Linked DNA regions of Mus musculus: region 1 is linked to region 2. The links are chromatin contacts, called in public HiChIP or PLAC-seq maps. All regions are on one chromosome and are shown on one strand. Each heading gives the region's core, a stretch centred on a gene start, on an enhancer-like site or on the middle of the called end of the contact. The rest is flanking DNA. Distances are from core to core; before and after follow the strand shown. Region 1 holds the start of Zfp599 (zinc finger protein 599). Region 2 holds the start of Cdc37 (cell division cycle 37).

Region 1 (3,838 bases), core at 206-2,705, 1.1 Mb before region 2:
TTGGTTTTTCGAGACAGGGTTTCTCTGTGTCGCCCTGGCTGTCTTGGAACTCACTCTGTAGGCCAGGCTGGCCTTGAACTCAGAAATCCACCTGCCTCTGCCTCCTGAGTGCTGGGCTTAAAGGCATTCACCACCACGCCTGGCTGCATTCTCTTTATCTTATTCATGTTTGTTTCAGACGTAGGCACATTCCACACAAGACTGTGATGTTAAACCAGCAAGTGCAGAAATGTAACTAGCTGGGCAGAAAATTCTCTCTCTCTCTCTCTCTCTCTCTCTCTCTCTCTCTCTCTCTCTCTCTCCCTCCCTCTCTGTCTCTCTGTCTCTGTCTCTGTCTCTCTCTCTCAACCTTCTATTAGCACATTTGATAATGGAGTTTGTAGAACTGGGGGGAAATGTCACATCATTTATAATCTAAAAAAATAAATTTGTTCACTTATAGTCTATTAACCAAGAATTATTAAGACATAAAACACTTAACATTTGACCATTTATAGTATTGAACAATGCTTTATATGCTTAAATTTTATCTGAGTTTATTTCATACTACATGAACACATACTTTTATAATCATAAAGATGACTTCTACAAAGACAGTCACAGCCAGTCTGCCTCCAGCTTAGGTTTGCAAGCCATCTTATAATAAAGACAAATTAGGTTCATTCCTATTTATGCATAAATCTGCTCAAGGATTGGACTACATCCCGACTGTACCTAAGTACAAATGGTTCTGTACTGCCTGCTCCGGGGAAAGTCAACCATGCTTTTGTTTTAAAAGTTACTGTGACCAACTTGTTACATTTATGTTCTGCTTCTGTAACTCCAACTATCTGCCTGTCAAATCCTCCATTTGTAAACTCCCTGCTTCTGAATTATAAAAGCCCTAATCTTACCCATGTCCAAATGCTGAACTCTTGAAACCTACCTTTGGGGAGAGACATCCCGTGGGCAGGAATTTTTAAAAGCTTGCTTTAATTAATTTGGCCCTGATGATCTGGTCGGTGGTCTTCTCCAGTTGTGGAAATAATAGAGGCATACACTTTTTATCCCATCACAGGGAATGCAGAGACAGGTAGATAGATCTATGTGAGTTCACAGCCAGCCTAGTCTACATAGCAAGTTCCAGAGCAGGACTACATAGAGAGATTTAAAAAAAAAAAAAAAGTAATGCTACTATTTCTCTTTATAAATACACATTAGATGATATAACCTTAAGTAGAGGTTGGCGCTGGTTTTCCTATAGGAAGCCCTGCCTTACAATACAGCCAAGAACTTGTCAATCTTTTTAAATTCACCAATGGTTGGTGACATTTAAGGTTGAGAAGGTGAGACAGGAAGCTCTGTCTCTGAAAACCGTAACGACAAATGTCCAATCAGACACACAGACAGAGAGTAGGGGCGGGCCTCAGTCTTCTGTAGTCCTGGGCTCTGACTACCTCCTGCCCCACTGTCCCACATGTTCTCCGTGTTGGATCCTGTCCAGGTGTTCCGCGCTCGCCCAGAAGTCCGGAGAGGTTCTGCCTGCCGCCGCGTGTCACATTTCCCCACTGAGAACCACAGTGAGAGCTCTGGGTGTCCCGGAATCCTGAGATGGTGAGTCTGTGGCAGGTCCAGAAGCCGAGCCCCTTTGTCCCCGGGCTGCGGGGTTGGGGCTGAGCGGGCTCCAGGAATCCTGTCCCGTCCCTGGTCCCTGCAGGGACCCGAGCCCTGCTGCAGCGCTTGCCGCAGCTCTGGCCCGGAGCCTGGGACTTGCGGGCCTGCACGGGAAACGGTAACCTGGACCCAGTCGATCGGCTCTCTGTTGTCTCTGCCCCTTGGCCACACATCTCTGTCCCCATGGTCCCCGCAGTTCAATTCCTGAGACGCTGTATCTGGAGTTTGGGGTGTTAAGTCTGGTGCCTAGACGATCCTGTCCCTGGGACCTCGGGCTCTATTCCGTTTCCCAGGATCCTGGAACCCCATCTATCTGTGGCATGAACTCGGAACCCACCCCTAGGAAGCACTTCCATTTTCTGTGTCGGCGTTGGGATTGAACTGTGTCACCGTGAACATGGATGTGAAGCCTTTTACTCTTTTGGCAGCTGGGTCTCATTGTGTTGCCCTGGTTAGCCTAGAACTCATTATGTAGACTGTGCTAGCCTTAAACTCATAGAAATCTCCCAGCTTCTGCCACTCCAGGGCTGGGATTAAAGGAGTGCTGTTTTACTTTCGTTGAGACAGGTTCTTATGTAGCTGGGAATGACCTTGGTCCTCTGTCTGATCTTCATCCTTGAGGCCATTTTCTAACTTTCAGATTTCTGTTCCTTTAGATACATCGCGGCGGTAGTGATTGCTGGGTCCTTTGGTAGTTCTATGTTTACGGCTTTAAGGAACTGGACTATAAATTTATAAAATGTTTGCACTAATTTTCATACTAAGAACAGAGTACTTTTTTTTTTTTTTTTTTTTTTTTTTTTTGAGTCAGGATTTCTCTGTGTAGCCCTGGCTGTCCTGGAACTCACTTTGTAGACCAGGCTGGCCTCGAACTCAGAAATCCGCCTGTCTCTGCCTCCCGAGTGCTGGGATTGAAGGCGAGCGCCAGCACGCCCGGCTCACACACAATTTTTATAGTTTTGTTTAGAGTTTAGGAGTCCTGCTATCTGATACATTCAATATCTGGCGTGACTCTGTTAGACTTCAAGCTGTCAACAGCCATTGAAGAGAGCACCCAAGTGGTGTCTGTGAATAGTTCCATTTTTCCAGCCCTTCCCACATACGGGTGAAGATTTTAGGTCATGGAGGTGGTTACAGGCTCTCTTCTTCTTTTGAGATCTGGGAAGATGTCCTCGTTTCCAGAGCTCTGGGCTTTTCCATATTCAATAACCGCTTTTAATACTGAAGTCCGTTGGTGCATGGGCCATCCCCTTCCAGGAAATGAAAGATATCAGTAGACCTGGAGACTTTAATTAGGGAAGCCAGGGTATAACTGTCCGTGTTGAAATCCTTTGGAACACTCTGGCCATATTTTCTGACATCTTTACATTAACAGACCTCGATGCTGAGTTTTCTTTCTCCCATGAGACAAATCAAACGTCACCTTCCATGGAACCCTGCTATGGAACACATACAGAGTAGAATGGACCCCACTTTCTGTTCCAAAAGCTGACCGCTTGGGTTCAAGAGAAACATGTCATTCCAGGGGCTGATATCATTTGAAGACGTAGCCGTGGACTTCACCTGGGAGGAATGGCAAGACCTGGACGCTGCTCAGAGGACCCTGTACAGGGACGTGATGCTGGAGACCTACATCAGCCTGGTGTCCCTAGGTGAGTCTGACTCCTGGAGCTCTCAATAGCAGTTACTCGCTCTTTTAGTTGGTAAGGGGGAAATCATTGTGAACTTAATACTAATCCTGTCGTATACATTTTAGTAGACACACTGTAATAACATGCATGCTTTTGAGAAACCCTGTGGTTTTGCAGTGTACTTACATCATTTATGATTATCAGATGAAGTTAAGAAATAAGTTTACCAGCTCAGGCATTATTCCTTCCTATTGTGAACATTTAAAAATCTTCTGATAATGTTTTGAAGGATTTAATGGCTTTCAATCATATATGTATGTATTGCTGTTCTGTAGAATATAAATTACTCATTCCATCCATGTGTATCCCAGTAAATACCAGTCATGGTTCCCCCATCCCATCCCCCTCATGTGTTTTTCCGGACTCCAGAGTAAACATGGTTCTCATCTCTACTTCTCTGCTGTATTCTTTATCTTGGAGTTTGGATAATATACAGGCCTGTGTGTGAACGCACATTTCGCTTATGTCTTTGATTTTTCTGGGAAAATAGAGAG
Region 2 (3,583 bases), core at 804-3,303:
CGGTTTAGTGCCACCAAGCCTGATGAACTGAATTTGATCAGTGGGATTCACATGGTGGAACAAAACTGACTCCAGAAAGTTGTTTTGATGTTCACATGTGTACAAACACATACAAAATTAATAAAATGTCATTTTAAAAACCTCCTTATTTAGCTGAACATGGTGGTGCACACCTTTAATACTAGCACTTGAGAGGCAGAAGCAGGCGGATCTCTGAGTTTGAGGCCAGCCTGGTCTACAAAGCAAGTCCAGGACAGCTGGTTACACTAAGAATCCCTCTCTGGGGGTAGGGTGTTGGGGAGAACAGAAAAAAAACCCTGACTTATTTATTTTATGTGTATTGTGTCTGCATATATGTCGGTGTGAGTATCAACCCTTCTGGAGCTGCAGTTACAGACAAATGTGAGTTGCTATATGGGTGCTGGGAATTGAACCTGGGTCCTTTGAAAGAGCAGCCAGTGCTCTTAACTACTGAGTGGTCGCTTCAGCCCCTAAGATGTAATTTAAAATTTTATTTATTTACTTATTTATTTAGCCAGGTGGTCCTGCTATATGCCTTTAGTCCCAGCATTTAATCTTCAGAGGCAGAGGCAGTCAGAGCTCTGAGTTCTAGGCTATTCTGGTCTATAGAGTGAGTTCCAGGACAGCCAAGGCTACACAGAGTAATTCTGTCTCAAAACAAACAAACAAACAAACAAACAAATAAATATTTTTTAAAATTTAAGGGCAGATCTGGTGTAGTGGGGCACACCTTTAGCCCCAGCACTGGGGAGAAGAGGTAGAAAGATCTGTTAGTTTGAAGTCAGCCTGGTCTACATAGTGAATTCCAAGACAGCCAGAGCTGTCTTATATACAGTGAGACTCTGGTGGGGGTGGGGGTGGGGTGGGAATTAAGGGCAAACATGATTAAAAAAAACAAATTGTATATTAATGTTTTGTCTGCAAGTATATCTGTCCACCACATGCATGCCTGGTGTAGTCAAAGGCCAAATGGGGACATAATATATATATCCTGGGTTGGACTTACAGATGGGTGTGAGTGGCCATGTAGGTGTTGGGAACAGAATCCGGGTGCTCTGGAAGACCAGCCAGTCTCCAAACTATTGAGCCAACTTTCCAGCCTCAATTTTGACTTTTTTTTTTCCATTTTTTATTAGGTATTTAGCTCATTTACATTTCCAATGCTATACCAAAAGTCCCCCATACCCACCCACCCCCACTCCCCTACCCACCCACTCCCCCTTTTTGGCCCTGGCGTTCCCCTGTACTGGGGCATATAAAGTTTGCGTGTCCAATGGGCCTCTCTTTCCAGTGATGGCCGACTAGGCCATCTTTTGATACATATGCAGCTAGAATCAAGAGCTCCGGGGTACTGGTTAGTTCATAATGTTGTTCCACCTATAGGGTTGCAGATCCCTTTAGCTCCTTGGGTACTTTCTCTAGCTCCTCTATTGGGAGCCCTGTGATCCATCCATTAGCTGGCTGTGAGCATCCACTTCTGTGTTTGCTAGGCCCCGGCATAGTCTCACAAGAGACAGCTACATCTGGGTCCTTTCGATAAAATCTTGCTAGTGTATGCAATGTTGACTTTTTTTTTTTAGAGTGTTGTTTGTATAACAACCCTGACCGTCCCTAAAATTACTCTGTAGGCTAGGCTGGCCTCGATCCGCCGGCCTCTGCCTCCGGAGTACTGGCATAGCGCCACTACCGCCCAGCCAATTTTGACTTTTTGACAGTGTCAATATGTAGCCCTGGCTGGACTAGAACTCCTGGAGAGCCACCTGCTTTTGCCTCTAGCGTACTTGGATTACCGTGGGCCACCACGCCCAACGCGACTAACCTTTTGTTTCTAAAGGATGGTCAGTCTGGTTTCGGCGGGAACTTCCAGAAGGCCTCACCACATACTCCTGGCCCTTTAAAGAAGACCTCCGGTTGCCAATGCCGCCGACTCCCGTTGCTAAGGACGTAACGTCCCGCGCCGACGCTGGGGCGGGGCCGTCCTGCGCGGCGCCCTGGGCGGAAGCGGAAGGGGCGGGGCTCGCCGAGCGGACTCTCTAGCCCTTGTGGGTCCCTGTTCAGCGCCCGGCCGTGTGGAGCCCCGGGAGCCAGTCCGGGCCTCCGAAGCGAAGATGGTGGACTACAGCGTTTGGGATCACATCGAGGTGTCGGACGATGAGGACGAGACGCACCCCAACATAGACACTGCCAGCCTCTTCCGCTGGCGGCACCAGGTGGGGCTGTGCGCGCTCATCCCCTTCCCCCCCACTCCCGGGACCCCCCGCTCTAGAGTTCTGACCTCTTCCCCAGGCCACCTGGCGTGGGGGCGGGGGAGACCTTAGTTATTGACATCTGGAGCCGCCTGCTCCACAATCTAGACTTTTCTCTTTCTTTTCTTTTCTTTTTCTTTTTTTTTTTTTTTGAAACAAAATTTCACTGTGTAACCTTCCCTGGCCTAGAACTTGCTGTGTAGAACAGGCTGGTTTCTAACTCACAGTGATCCTCCTGCCTCTGCCTTCCCAGTACTGGGATTAGAGACATGTGCCTTCATGCAGGGCCGGACTTTTTAATTCCATCCCAGGACTCCTGGCTTCTTCACCGTAATTCTTGACCTGTATCTCCAGGCGTTCTCTCTGTGCTATGGTTCTCTTCTGTTTGTAAGTTTATTTATTGTGTGTGTTCCCGTGTGCACGTGGCACAGCATGCCTATGGTGATCACAGGATAACTTGTAGAAGTTGGGCCTCTCTTTTCACCATGTTGGAACTGGCTGTGGAACTCCAGTCGCCCCACGTTGCCACAAGCACCTTTACACTCTGAGCCATTTTATCAGTTGGTAATACTTTAGTCAGAGTCTTGCCTCTCCCCATCCCCAAGCTGACCCTTGTGTGTAGGGTCCCCACTATCCTGTGCAGAACCTTCTGTTCTTCCTCAGAGTCTGGACCCCAGGTTCTGTTAGGTGATCTCATAGCCCAGCCACGCACCCACTTCATATTGCACGTCTCCCTTCTGCCTCTCCTCACTACTTAGAGTCTGGAGCCACAAAACTTCTGACTATGGCATCTATTTCCCAGGATCTTAGGCATGAATTTCTATTAAAGGCCCAGAGACGACCCCCTCCCCCCCCAACTTCCAAACTAAATGAGCCCTTAATTTAACTGTCAATCTTAGCTTGCAGCTGGGATTCCCCAGTCCAGGATCCCTTTCCCTGGGTTATAGACTTGAGTCCCACATGGGACATACCTGTAGAGCCCCCTTATCCTCTGTATTTGACCTCCATCTCCACTCTTGCCCATCATTCAGTTCCAGTGGCTCTCCTTATTCTCACCTCCTGTAGACTCTTATTTCCTGTTACTCCAGGAAACCCCACCCACCTAACTTCCTGTTAGAACCTCTGCTCCTTCTAGTATAGTAAGTAGACCCTCTCCTTCCCACCTTGGCTCCTATATGAACTGTAGCCATCTTTGAAAATTCACCAAACCAGGAGCCAGATGATGATGACACACATTTTTAATCCTAGCTCTCAGGGGGCAGAGGCAGGCAGGCCTGTGAGTTCAAGGCCAACCTGGTCTACAGAGAGTTCTACAG

Evidence for each region. HiChIP or PLAC-seq counts read pairs in DNA pulled down with a chosen protein or histone mark.
Region 1: an H3K27ac HiChIP or PLAC-seq map of microglia shows a contact between it and region 2, with 5 times the contacts expected there. The contact joins the promoter of Zfp599 here to the promoter of Cdc37 in region 2. A contact is called at or near these places in 1 of 39 promoter capture datasets (pre-B cells) and 1 of 115 datasets of contacts at active chromatin or transcription factors (microglia).

Annotation. Positions count from the first base shown.
Region 1 is chr9:22,257,512-22,261,349 of GRCm38.p6, reverse strand. Zfp599 (zinc finger protein 599) reads left to right here and starts at 1,455. Exons shown (of 5, transcript NM_181419.3): 1 at 1,455-1,593; 2 at 3,179-3,305. The coding sequence starts at 1,591. It overlaps Gm39307 (predicted gene, 39307), which reads right to left and starts at 1,248. Exons shown (of 2, transcript NR_166680.1): 1 at 926-1,248.
Region 2 is chr9:21,148,404-21,151,986 of GRCm38.p6, reverse strand. It overlaps Cdc37 (cell division cycle 37), which reads left to right and starts at 2,053. Exons shown (of 8, transcript NM_001378796.1): 1 at 2,053-2,231. The coding sequence starts at 2,130. Gm35977 (a long non-coding RNA gene) reads right to left here and starts at 2,019. Exons shown (of 4, transcript XR_870568.3): 1 at 1,841-2,019.